2 separate regions of the Neogale vison genome follow, and region 1 is linked to region 2. Evidence: chromatin contacts called from public Hi-C data. All regions are on one chromosome and are shown on one strand. Each heading gives the region's core, a stretch centred on a gene start, on an enhancer-like site or on the middle of the called end of the contact. The rest is flanking DNA. Distances are from core to core; before and after follow the strand shown. Region 1 holds the start of SMAD6 (mothers against decapentaplegic homolog 6). Region 2 has its middle 120 kb from the start of SMAD6.

Region 1 (6,088 bases), core at 651-3,150, 120 kb after region 2:
CAGAGCCGGCTGAAGTGGTAGGGGTTGCAGCACACGGTGGGACCGTCGGCAGCGGCGGCGAAGCTGTGGCAGCCGCACAGGGGCTTCAGCTCCACGGCGTGCTGCAGGTCGGGCCAGCGGAAGAGGCGGCCGAGCAGCAGCTGCGGCGGCGCGGGCTGGCCGCCCAGGCGGAGGTCGGCGCGCGGCACCAGCACGCAGCCGCCCGGCACGCCGCCGCGGGACTCCACCGCCTCCAGCAGCGTGTCCAGCGAGCGCTCCTTGAGCCGCTTCAGCAGCGAGTACGTGACGGTCTTGAGTTCCTGCTCGAGGAGCAGCAGCCGCGAGCGGGCTTCGCGACTCCGCCCGCCGCCCGCCGCCTCCAGGGCCGCCCCGGCCAGGGGGTCGCCGGCGTCCCGCGGCGCGCCCGCGGCGTCCCGCTCCGAGAAGAGACAGCAAGTCACCGTCTCGCAGTCACTTTCGGGCAGCCAGCCCGGGCCTCCCGGCTCCGCCACGTCCAGCGGGGAGTCCCCAGCGCCGGCCCCCGGCTCCGACATGGGCCTCGGGGGGCCCCCTGCGCGCCGGCGCCTCCCCGCGCCCTGGGCGCCTCGCTGTCCCACCGCGTCCCGTGGCCGCCGCGGGGCTACCGGGCGGACTTCGGAGCGGCCGCAGCCTCCGCCTTCTCGTGCCCGCGGGGCCGGCTCAGCTCGGCTGCCCCAGCTCCCATCCTCGTCGTCGCCGCCGCCGCCGCCGCCTTCCTCCCGGTCGGGGACCACACGACTTCGCCAAAGTCGCCGCACCAGCCCCGAGCGTTTGGACCTGAACATACGATATCCTTTGGCGCCGGGGGTGGGAGGGAGGCGGTCTCCGGTTACCGGGGGTCCGTTCCCTCAGCGAGGCGCCGACTGCGCGGGCCGCAGCCCCACATGAAGCTCCGCCACCGGGCGCCGTGCAGATTGCGCACAGCCTGTCGTCGAAGGGGCGCCGCGGGGCTGCAACATGAGGGAGCTCGCCGGGCCGGGACGGCGGGGAGCAGGCGCGCGCCGAGCCGCAGTCCGCGCGGGGCCAGCGGCTACATGGACCCCGGCGGCCCGGCTACTCAGCAACTCCAGCCCCGGCGCTGGAGGGGGACTGCAGGCGGCGCCGCGCCAGAAAGACCCCGCATGGGCCGGCGAGCCTTCAAAAGTTGCGCGTTTGGTCCATGAGCACAAAGCGCTCGCGCCAAACCCCCCAGAAGTGTCGGGGGCAGCCCTGCCTTTAAAACCCAAGCGCTTAACTACATGGGCTTTTCCTGCAGGATCCGAAAGGCAGGCTTGTTGATACCCTCAGCTTCCTTCTTACTCCCTGCAAAAAGGTAAAAAAAGGAAAGAAAGAAAAAGAACCCCAAACAAAACCAAAATCCTGGAATTGCATGCACGAGAAGCCAACTCCGTCTCAGGTCCCAGGCGCTAGATGCACTTGGAGCAAGTTTCTCCAGAACGCGGGTGTCAGCACTTGAGTGGAAACTGTAAAAATCCCAAGAGCTGTTGGGAATCCTTAATTAAAAATGCAATCCACCGAGGCAGAGGTCGCAGCCCGCCCCACGCTGCGCTCGGACGCCTGGGGCGCCGCGGCTGCAGAGGTCGTCCCCCTCCCCCCTCCACAAAAAGTGCCTCCCGGTGGCCTCGCGGTCCCTGCGAGGTCTGGCGAGGCAGCGCCCGGCGGCTCTTTCTCTCGGCTCGGCTCCCTCGCTCGCTCCCCTGCTCGGCTCTCTCTCTTTTTTGTTCTCCTCAAACGCACACTGAGGGCCCCCGGAGGAGCGCCGCGGAGTCATTGGCTGCCTCCCATCATATGCCAGTCTAGACACTTTGGCGGCTCCGCGGCGCTGATTGTTGCGCAAACAAGGTTTCAAGTTTCTTAACTCTTAAAGGAGAACACGTCCCATTGCAGGGCCCGAGGCTCCGAGGGGCCGGCTCCCGGGGCGGGCCGAGCCCGGGCTCCCGCCCCACGCTCGCCCCGGCACCCCCGCCCGGAGCCTGACAGCGCCCACGGACCGCTTTCTGGCCCGCGTTGCGCCGCGGGCACGGATGCGAGCGAGCACACGCACACGCCCGCGCGCGCGCGCACACACACACACACACACGCGAGTTACACAAACCAGGGGTGAGCGCGCGAGGACTCGGTGGACCCACTGAGACTTATATGCAAATGGAGCGCTTTGCCTCTCCCTGGCTTGTGCACAAACTTGCAAACACACATTGCATTTTCGAGTTGGTCCAAACCCCCATCCCAGGGAAGGCTAATAAATATGGGTGTGCGTGTGTGCCTTCCCGGCTCCAGTCCCTTGGGAGCAGGGGAGCGGCTGATTTGTTGGGGTAGCGGGATCTTCCGCGATGGCTCAAGGTCTCCACATCCCCTGCGCTGTCAGGGGTCGCTCTGCTGGGCCAAACGGGGGGCGTGGGACGCTTGGCACATGGGGGCTCCAGGCTTGCGCGAGGTAGGGAGTTGCAGGGAATGGGGTAGAGGCGGGGAGTGTCCCTTCTCCGGCTCTTCACGGTCGCCACGGCCCTCCCTCGGAGCTAGGCGGACCGCCAGGCGTCCCGGGCCCCCTCGAGGCCGGGTGCTTCCTCCTCCCCTTTCCCCAACTGACTCCGTACACCACCGAGAGGAATGTGGGTAGGGGTCGTGCTTTCCCCAAGGAAATGGAGTGGGTTGGGGGCAGGGTCCCGCCCCGCCGGGCCCCGGGCTGGCTGGGGTGGGGGTGGGGGGCCGCGGCGGTAGCAGCGAACCTCCCGGCGCGGGAAGGGTTAAGGCCGCTCCTGCCCCTGGAGCCGGCGCGGCGGGGTACCTCCTCGGGCGCGCTAGCTCGTTCGAGGGTGGCAAAAGTTCAAGCTTGTAAAGTCGGGATTGGTCCCGCGCGGAGGGAAAAAAGGCCTGGTTCCCCCCTCCCCCCCCGGGCGCAGCGCCGATTGGTCCGGCCTTGGGGCGGGCACCGCCCCCTCCCCGGCGCGCGGCGGCCCGGCCCCCGGCACTTCGCCCCGCCCCTTTCCGGGCGGGAGCCCGGCCCCGCACTGAATGAAAGAAATTCCGCTACTCTCATTGGCCCGGGGCTGGGCGCCATTCCCCCGCGGGGTCCCCGCGCGCAGGTCTCCCCCAGGGGTGCCCACGTGTGGGGCTGGCCCTTTGAGTGTGCGGCTCTGCAAGTACCCTTCAGGGTTGCGAGTCTGCGTGAGCGCTGGGGGAAGGGCAGTACATTCAGGAAGGACTCAGAACCATTTGCTTTTACCTAGAGCCAGGTACTGCTGGCGCCGTGCTCTCCGGGAGAGTTGGTGGTTCTCTCGAAAGGAGCATCCTCATCCCCATCCTCTGCTGCTTTGACCAAATCAAAATCGCTGTCAGCTTCTTGTTTGAAAAATGGAGATGACGATCTTCGCAGGACCGTGAAGATCCTAGGAGATACTGCATTTTAAGCGCACAAAGCCAAGTGAACAGCAAGATGAAATTTCCCAAGTGAATACAGCACTTGCGTAACCAGCACCTAAAAGCTCCTCTCGTGGTCCCTTTCAGTCATTTCTCACCCCTGGTGGGAGGTGGGGGGGGGGGTACAAAAAGAAACTCAGTGCAATGTAAAATATTTCCTTTTATTGGGGTAGTTGCTGGTTTGGCTGTGGATTGCAGTAACAATAGTTCGTGCTTAATGACTCCTTACTACCAGCAAGGCAACGGTTTCAGGCATGCTAAGGATTCAGTCATTGAATTCCCGCAACAATCCTCCTAGGTTTTATTACTATTTCCATTTTACAGATGAGGAAATTGAGGTGCAGGAACTTGCCATTCAATTTGCCACTGACGTGAAGATAGTGTTGAGAGTGCCTAAACCAGTATGTATGCTCACCCTCAACCGCTAGAAAGTGGTATGTGGGTCTGTGTTACCAGAACACACCCTTCCAAGGCAGTGACTTTCCAAATGTGGTCCACTGGACCTGCTGAATCAAAGTATGATGGGGTGACACAGGCCACTTTACACTTCGCGGGTAGATATAGTTGTTACCATTACTTTACAGATAAGGACACTAACGCACAGAGGTTTTAACTGGCACAAGCTTTTAGATAGTTGCAGAGGGGGGATTTGAAACCAACCAGTTGGGGGGCGGGTTGCAGGTATGTGGGAAGCAATGGTCATGGGGTAGCAGACTGGAGATGGGTTACCACCCTATGGATGGCTACCTTCTTCTCTGGGCAATAACTCAAAGTTTGGCTTCTGCTCTTGCTCAGGCAGAGCTGTGACATTAGGGGTGGGGTGCCATTAGGCACCTGTTGGGTGCCATGTGAGGAGCACTGAAACCAGAGTCTGGGAGGCCCGAGTTTAGTCCTGACCTTGCTAAACCTCCCTCAGCTTTATGAGCCTCTGGATCCTCATCTATAAAAATGGAAATAAGAATCATGTTTGAGGCTGTTGCCAAAATTAAATGACATGAGGACCCAGAGTAATGACAGGAAGATGCTTGTTAGTGGAGAGAGTATCAGGAAGGCAAGGGCAGTGACAGTTCCACCGTCCTTGGAATCCCAGGGCCCATCCCGCCTAGCGGCCGCCTGCACTATAACCACTAGAGGGTGTGTGAGAGCCCAGTAGGGCAGGGCCTATGATCTAGGGCCTAAGGGCACGGTCCTAGACGGGCGTCTGGAACACAAGCTCTAGTTCCCTGGGGATGTAGGAGGGGAGGAGAGGGGGGTCCCAGCTGCCACTCCTCAGGTCTCTGCAGCCATATTTCTCAGAAAGCACCTCACAAAGAACGAATCCTAACCTGTCAGAGTCCAATCTGACCCCTGCCCATTATTCCAGTGTTTTCCGGAAGCACCCTGTGCTTCTCTTTACAGTGAAGCACAATTCATAACCACACAATTCATAACCACACAGTTCTGTGTCCATCTTCTCTGTTTCTGGAACGTGAGCCCCACGTGGAGAGAGACGGTGAAACTATGGAGCCACCAGCAGCAGCACTGAGGGAGGGGAGTAAGACACTGTGCCATCAACAAAGGTCATTTGAGACCACCCTAGGCCATCAACAAAGGTCATTCATGCAAGACAGCCCCATTACTTCTCTCCAGTCCCTAGCCCAACACCTGGCACATAGCAGGCACTCAGTAAGAATCTGGGAGACGGCTGAATTCAAATCTCTCACTTTGCCAAGCTTTGTGCGTAACATCCTGTGCCAAACATTTATATGCACTATCTCATCAAACCCCCCCCCAAAATAAGACAATGAAGAAGTTATCATTCTTACTAGACCTGTTTTGTAGAGAAGGAAACAGAGAGCTTGAGTAATTTGTCTCTGGTCACCCAGCCCATAAGTGGCAGAGTTGGGTTCAGAGTTGAACACAGGGATGCTGGAACTACATCTTCTTAACACGTGGTCCTGGGAAAGGAAACATGGTCCTTTGCCCTTGGGAAGTTTCCATGTTAGCTGGGAAGACACAAGGCATGAAACAGCAGAAATCATACAAGGCAGCACTTGCTTCTTGGTGGTGGGAAGAGGCGACTGCTTAAAGGGCTAGGGATCATGCAATAAACAAAACACAAAATTCCTAAGCTCAAGGAGTCTAGTGGGAGGACAGACCATAAACAAAACAATCAGGTATATGGAAGGTATATGGTTTTGGTTAAAAATAAGGCAGAGAAGAGGAGAGAGGAATGCCTGGAGAGGGTAGGCATGGTTCAGAGAAAATGGTCAGGAAATGCTTTCCTGGGAAGGTAACATTTGAACAAAGTCCTGATAGTGGTGGGGGAACCACTACGACACTACCGGCAAAAGAATGTTCAAGACACAGAAAGCAGCAAGTACAAGGTTCCGGAGGTGGGAATGTGCCTGATGTGTTCCAGGACCATCAGAGAGGTGATAATAGGTGAGAAATACTGGGGGACAGATCGAAGGGTAACACAGGCCATTGTGAGGTCTTTGGCTGGTCCCCTGAGCACCTAGAGTACCCCTGGATGTTCTGAGAAGGGGAGGGACATGTTCTGCCTTGTTTTAGCTGGCTCCCTCTAGTGGCCATGTGAAGACTGGCGTGCAGGGGACAGACCCAGCAGCAGACACTTGGTGGGGGGTTGTCCCTGGAGAGACCACGCTGGCTT
Region 2 (6,449 bases), core at 2,321-4,820:
AGAGTTGAAGCAGCTTATCCAAGCTCACGGAATTACTAAGTAGTGAGGTCTGGTCTGGAATCCAGAGAGATTTTCCTGACTCCAAATTCTTTTCAGGAGAGGTCAGCTTTCTTGCTGATCTTTTTAATCCGACTTTCTAGAACAGGTAAAGCAGGTGTGAGGGTGGAGGTAGCCAAATAAAAAGGGAAGGAAAGGGGTGACTCTGATGGCCTGCTCTGCGATGGGCTCCACGGGATGTCCAGGCTGCCCCGGGAAGACACAGTGCCACTCCAAGGAGACCCAGAAGAAGGGGCGGGGTGGGGGGGGGAGACTCTGGAGCCACAAAGGCATGCACAGTCCATCCCCTGGGCTCTCCAGTCTCATTTCCTCCTCCTCCCTCCCCATCCCTCCAGCCACATTGTCCTCCTTATCTTCCCTGACAATGCCAAGCATGTCCTGCTTCTCGGCCTTTCTACCTCAGCTCCCACTGTCAGAACACCTCTTGCTCCAGACATCCACAGGGCACGGCCCCCACCCCACTTGGTTGTGGTCTCTGCCCATCACCCACTGGAAGAGAGCACCGCCATCACATGCTGTCCCCTTACTTTTCAAACTCTGTCTTCGCTCTGTCTGACCTAATATCCTGTGTATATTCGTGGTTTGTTTTTGTTTTTGTTTTTTTTTGCCTAACCTCCATCACAGAATATGAGCTCCAGAGAGCCAGGCCTCACCACCTTGCTTTCTGCTCCACCTTCAACATGCAGAGCAGGCCTGGCGCCTGAGAGGCTCTGTGGGAATACTTGTTGAATGAATAAATGAACGAATGGGCAAATGAATGAGTGAATGACTGACTGAATGAATGAACAGCAACCCCTTGGAGAAGCTACTGGAAAAATCGCAGGCCGAGAGGATATTGTGTTTGCAGTCCCAGAGGCTGATGTTCAAGCTCTGAGATAAAGTTCCCAACAGGGCATTGGTCTAGAGCCCTTGAGTGGGGTGAGGCAGTACAAGTCTGACCATGGTGGCCTCCAGGCCCGGCCACAGCTCAGCCATCAAAGCAGGTTCTCATGGGACCCAGACAAACAGGGGCCACAACGTGCATCCCGGCACCTTCCAGGCTGCCCTGTCAGCATAAGGGGAATTTTTCTATTCTTGAGTGAGGAGGAGGAGATAATGGCCATGGATTTCCCCAAATGCCTTTTTCCTTGGGGGCTCAGAGATCTTTAAAGCAGGTGGGGCTGGGAGGAATACGTGGGATCCAGAAAGGTCCCAACTCCCCCATCCCTACCTACCCTTGCTTAGAACACATTCTTCATTCCCCACTGCTACCTGCTGGCCTGGGAAGCCTTTGCCAATTCACATTATGGCTCTGGGCCTCGGTTGCTTCCTACTACAAAATCGGTGGAAGTTGGCCATAAAGTAAATGAAGTAACAGCCCTGGGTCAGAGGTCTGCTGCCATGAATTCTCATGTACTGGGACTGCTGTGTGTCTTTGGCAAAGTCCTGCCCTCTCTGGGCTTCTGATGCCCCCATGTGTCAAATGAGGGAGTGTGGCAGAACTATCTCTGGGGACTGAAATCCCCCCTCAGGTGTGAGCGAAGGGACTGAGCTCCTGTCCTTTTCCCCAGGAAGAGCAAGTTCATGGAGGGAGGCAGAGAGATGGAACTGAGGGAAGAAGAGGAAAATATGACCTATGAACTTGGCCAAGATTACAGCTTTGCCCTGACCTGCACTTGCTGGATATTTCTTCTCTGGACCTCACTGAGTGCCTGGCTGAGGCATGGACAGTCCAGGCAGGCGGGTGAGGAGCTGTGTTCTATTGCTTCTCTTTATCGAAACAGGGCTCTGAGTTCCAGAAGGTTACCCACATCAGACCGCTTCCTAGGAACCATCTCCCAGAGTTTGTCCAAGCTGCTCACTGCTCTATCACTTGTCTCCCCATTACACAAGACGAGGCCAAGGTAAGTCCACTTTTCACTTCAAGTCACATAGAGAATCCAATTTTCAGATGAAGAAACTGAGGTCTTCCCAGGGATCCCACAGACCACTCACTTGGCCACGCATCCTGGGCTTACAAACGTCAAGTGTCACTTCACTGAAGCCTCACACAGCTCTGTAAGGAACATGCCATTATTGCAACAATGACCACTCAGAAAGATCAGGTGACTCATGCAAGATCACACAGCCAGTGGGTAACAGGGTCAGAATTAAAACCCATGTCTGGAGGCACCTGGGTGGCTCAGTGGGTTGGGCCTCTGCCTTTGGCTTGAGTCATGATCTCGGGTCCTGGGATCAAGCCCTGCATAGGGCTCTCTGCTCGGTGGGCAGCCTGCTTTCCCCCTCTCTCTCTGCCTGCCTCTCTGCCTACTTGTGATCTCTGTCAAATAAATAAATTTTTTAAAAAATCTTTGAAACCCAGGTCTGTCTAACTGGAGAGAGGGTCTTCAGGCTTCCTTTCTGTGGACTGGTGGAGGAAAGGAGCAATCTTGTGTCCAGGAGCCCAGGAGCCTGAAAATCTATTTCCACGGACAAGGGATGAGGAGGGGGAGCCAGGCCTCTGCACCTGTTTGCTTGAAACAAAAAGGCTACGCCTAGAAAATGGCCTTGCTCACTGCCACACCTCACTCAGGTCTCAGGTCAAAGGGCATTTCTCCATGCACACCTTTCTTCTAGGACCACTGATTCTAAAATAGAACCCATCCCCCACAATACCTTTCCCTTTAGACCATAACACCAATCACCTTCTGAAGCACTCTTGTCTGGTGTCTATTTATTTATTGTTTGTCTCCCCTGAGAATGTAAGATTTTACTGTCTTATTTATCACCATCACCCCAAGGCCTAACACAGTGCCTGGCACACAGTAGTTGTGCCATCAATATTTGCTGATGGGAGGCATGCATGACTGAGTGACTTTTCCCCCAATAAGTGGAAGAAAATGGAGCATCTATTATCTGCTGGGCAAGGAGGAGAGGGCAGACCCATGCACCTCTCATTTCTTCCATAGCTTTTGTTAACCCATTTCACGGATGGAGAAACTGGGGCTCCCTCCAACATCAAAGACCCATGGAGAGTGAGTGGCCAATGAAGCAGTCCGTCGGGATTAACCCCTTGGCGGTCTGGCTCCAGGCCCAGTGCTCTTTCTAAGGGCGGGGGGGGGGCAGGGCCCAGAAAAGAGACGCCAAAGGCCCCCAGAGCCCTAACAGGGGGCTGTCGCTGCGCGGCCACCAGGCTCTGGCCTCGAGCCTCACAAGCCACACCCTGGGCCGAGCGGCTCCGAATTCCTCCCGCCCCGCCCCTGCCCCCGCCCCGGCCTGGCACCGCCCCCCACCCCCGCACCCTCTACTCCTACCCCCATCCCCACCCGCCCCTTAGCAGGATGGGAGAACCGGCCACCGGTCGCTCGTGGGCACCCCCCGGACCCCCGAAGTTCCCCCAGCCCCCGGCCCGCCCGCCCCGAGCCCCCAGACTCGGGGCGCCCGCAGGCCCCGCGGGTCAGCTGGAACCGGCAATTTCCCGGCCGCCCGCCCCGCCGCCCGCTCTGTACTTAGCCTGATGACGGGTTCCCGCGGCCCTAATGGCGGGGCGGGCGGCGGGTTCAGGGCGGGCGAAGCCGGCCCAGCCGGTCCCGTGCTCGGCTCTCAGGCGGCCGCCGGGCCTGTGTCATCCACCAGGAATTTCTGTTTTCCCCTCCGCGGGGCTGGAAGAAAAAACAATAATTAGGTCACTGGGCAGGCGGCAGAGAGGGTGTGGGACAGGCCAGTGGCGCCCTGTTGGGCAGGGAAAGGGTCTGGGAGGATGATGGGGAAAGAGAGGCCCCCACAGTGGCCCCTGTCCCCTTCCTGCCCTCCCCAGGATGCCAGATGATGGAAGTAAAGGCATTCCTGACCTTTGCCAGTGTTCACTAGTGGGTCGGCTCTTGGGAGGCATTAACTGGGCACCTCTGGGCACCTAATTCTGTTCCAGGCGCTGGGGTCTGAGCGCTGAATAAGAGAAGGAAGGACTTGGTGAAAAGTCCAACCAACGGCCTACAGTGATAGACAGTGGGAGGCCTGCTGGATAGCACAAATGAGTTTTAGGGGAATGTGCCTGCCAGATATGTTGGGGGTGGGGGGCGCTGGGGGCAGTTTAGGGACCATCTCCTCCAGGAAGTGTCACCTGCACAGAGCCCTGTTAGAAGAGTAAGGATTGGCCAGGACAAGTGGAGGGGGAGGCAGGAAAGGTATTGGAGGTGGAAGGAACAGCATATGCAAAGGCTCAGAGGTAGGATGGTGCATGTTATGGGACTGAATGTACAGTAGAGAAGCATCACATGAACATTTCACTCTGAATGTGATTTCACGGATTAAAGACACACATTTTTGGCCCAGTGAGGCCCCTGGACACAAAGCAGCTACTTTGGTGCCCCACTGAAGATAGCGCCACGTGTTTTTACACTGGAGGAAAATTATTTTGGACTTCCTGAGAGGTGCTAGGTCTAGGTACTGTACCTTTGGGCAGGTTAAAAGATTTTCAACAGTCATTTGGGTTTAGCACATTGCTTACCTTTCACTCTGACCTTAGGACAGCTCCCTGGGGAAGATGGGAGCCAGAGCAACCCTATCCCGCTGTGTTGTCTCAAGTATGAGTGATGAGACTGGGGAGGTGGGCATAGAGGGTTCTTATGAGTCATGGTGGGGAATTTAGACTTTATCTTAAGGGAAATGGGGAACAATGGTGTAAAGCAGGGTGGGCGGGGACAGGATCAGATTTCTGAACATTAATAGCCGATAATAACCACCATTGATTTGCTCCCATTATGTGCCAGCATAGGGCTAACGAAGTGTTTTACACACAGTATCTCACTAAGCTTGATGACAATCTGGTGAAACTGTTTCTTAGTCTTATTTTATAGAAGAGGAAATAGCCAGGGAGGTCATTTGCCCCAGGCCGCCTGCCAGTGGAGGGCAGAACCAGAACTGAAACTTGCTAGAGTATGTTCTGGGAGCTCTGGTGAGAAAGACAGAGGCTTTGTCCCGATCCTCAAGGAGCTTGTTGTCCGCTGGAGAACATGGGAGCATGATGTATGGGTCAGAGCCATGTCAGAGCACAGTTTACGTCTCTCTCCCATGATGACCCAGGAGTAGATTGTCCAGGACAGGAACAGTGGTCCTACTCCGGGAGGATGTCCAGGTACCCAGGCCCCAGGCCCCTCCTACCTGGCTGTCTGCCGTCCTGATGTGTCCAGGTTGGCTCCTGGCACTATACCCATATCCTGGGCAGAGGGAAAGGGAGGGAAGGAGCATGCCCTTTCTCCTTAAGAACCTCACTTCTACGTCTTCATCTCTACTGGCGCCTGCTGCTGTCTCTGTATCCAAATCCATATCCCCATAAAAAACTGTATCCATAGATCCGCCAATATCCACTTCAGAAAGCATCAGCTCTTACGGATGGAAGCTTTAGTGCCAAAAAAGACAAAACACAATGAAGGATAAATCCACCCCTAGTGGTGAAGCATAGAAACAGAAAACATCACAATGAAGATAACCATTTCATTTCCTATTGACATCCTTGCATTACATGCAAATCTTGCATGTAATACTCGATTTACCTAGACAATGTAAAATACCTTTCATATGGTTATAATAAAAGGATTTTTTTTTTCAAAAATGTTTTCTTATACATTGGGGTGTGTCATTTCTACCTGTGGGTTTTACGGGTCAACAAAGACGGAAGCTTGCTTGGCAAATCGTTCCAAAGATGAACGAGACAGGCCACGGCCCTTTAGGGTCCTTTCAGCCACACCCCGCTCCCTTGGAGGAGATGGGGCCTAGACAGGCACTTGGGGACTCTGCAAATGGCCCTGGGTCCAAGCTCTGGGGCACCATGTGGAGAGCAGTTTGGGAGACAGTCTAGAACACTGGTTCTCAAAGTGTGGTCCTCCACCACCGCCACTGGCACCACGTGGAACTTGTCAGAAATGCAGAATCCCAGGCCCCACCCAGACCTACAGAATCAGAAACTTGGAAGGAGGGCCCAGCTCTCTGTGTTTTCACAAGCCCTCCAGAAGATTCTGATACAAGCTGAAGTTTGAGAAGCCTAGCCGAGGGCCCCATATACTGAACGGAGAGTCAGAAAACCTTGGTTCTAATCCTGGACCTGGCAGATGAGGCTCTGTGACTTTAGGCAAGTGAAGTCTCGCCCCCCCCGCCCCCGGGCCTCTGAGTCTTCAGGTGTAAATGGGCAAGGTTGGCCCTGGGAGCTCGAGGTGAGCCAGGTGGTTCTTGAGGTGCTTCCCGGCTAGGACAGTCCATGATCTTCCCAGGCTGACTGCTGGGAGTGGGGCCTGGGCCTTGAGGCAGGGAATGGAGCTTCCTTCTTAGGGAGAGGCTCTTAGTGCAGAGCGTTCTGGTGACAGGGAAGTGCAAGTGGAGTCATGATAGTCTCCCCTGAGTGTCCTGGCCTGCAGTAAGGCCCCGGGGGCACCATGCGG

Evidence for each region. A called contact is a pair of places that touch in the nucleus more often than the background predicts.
Region 1: a Hi-C map of fibroblasts shows a contact between it and region 2, with 5 times the contacts expected there. The contact joins the promoter of SMAD6 here to the enhancer-like site in region 2. A contact is called at or near these places in 2 of 3 Hi-C or Micro-C datasets (fibroblasts and muscle).

What each region holds. Positions count from the first base shown.
Region 1 is chr13:100,139,549-100,145,636 of ASM_NN_V1, forward strand. It overlaps SMAD6 (mothers against decapentaplegic homolog 6), which reads right to left and starts at 1,901. Exons shown (of 4, transcript XM_044230083.1): 1 at 1-1,901. The coding sequence starts at 803.
Region 2 is chr13:100,014,386-100,020,834 of ASM_NN_V1, forward strand. No RefSeq gene overlaps it. Among named protein-coding and RNA genes, the nearest start is that of SMAD6, 120 kb to the right of the region's middle. Within about 2 kb of position 3,571, the one cell type or tissue checked has open chromatin away from gene starts, as enhancers often do. A contact at or near this core is called in fibroblasts, where this site is marked.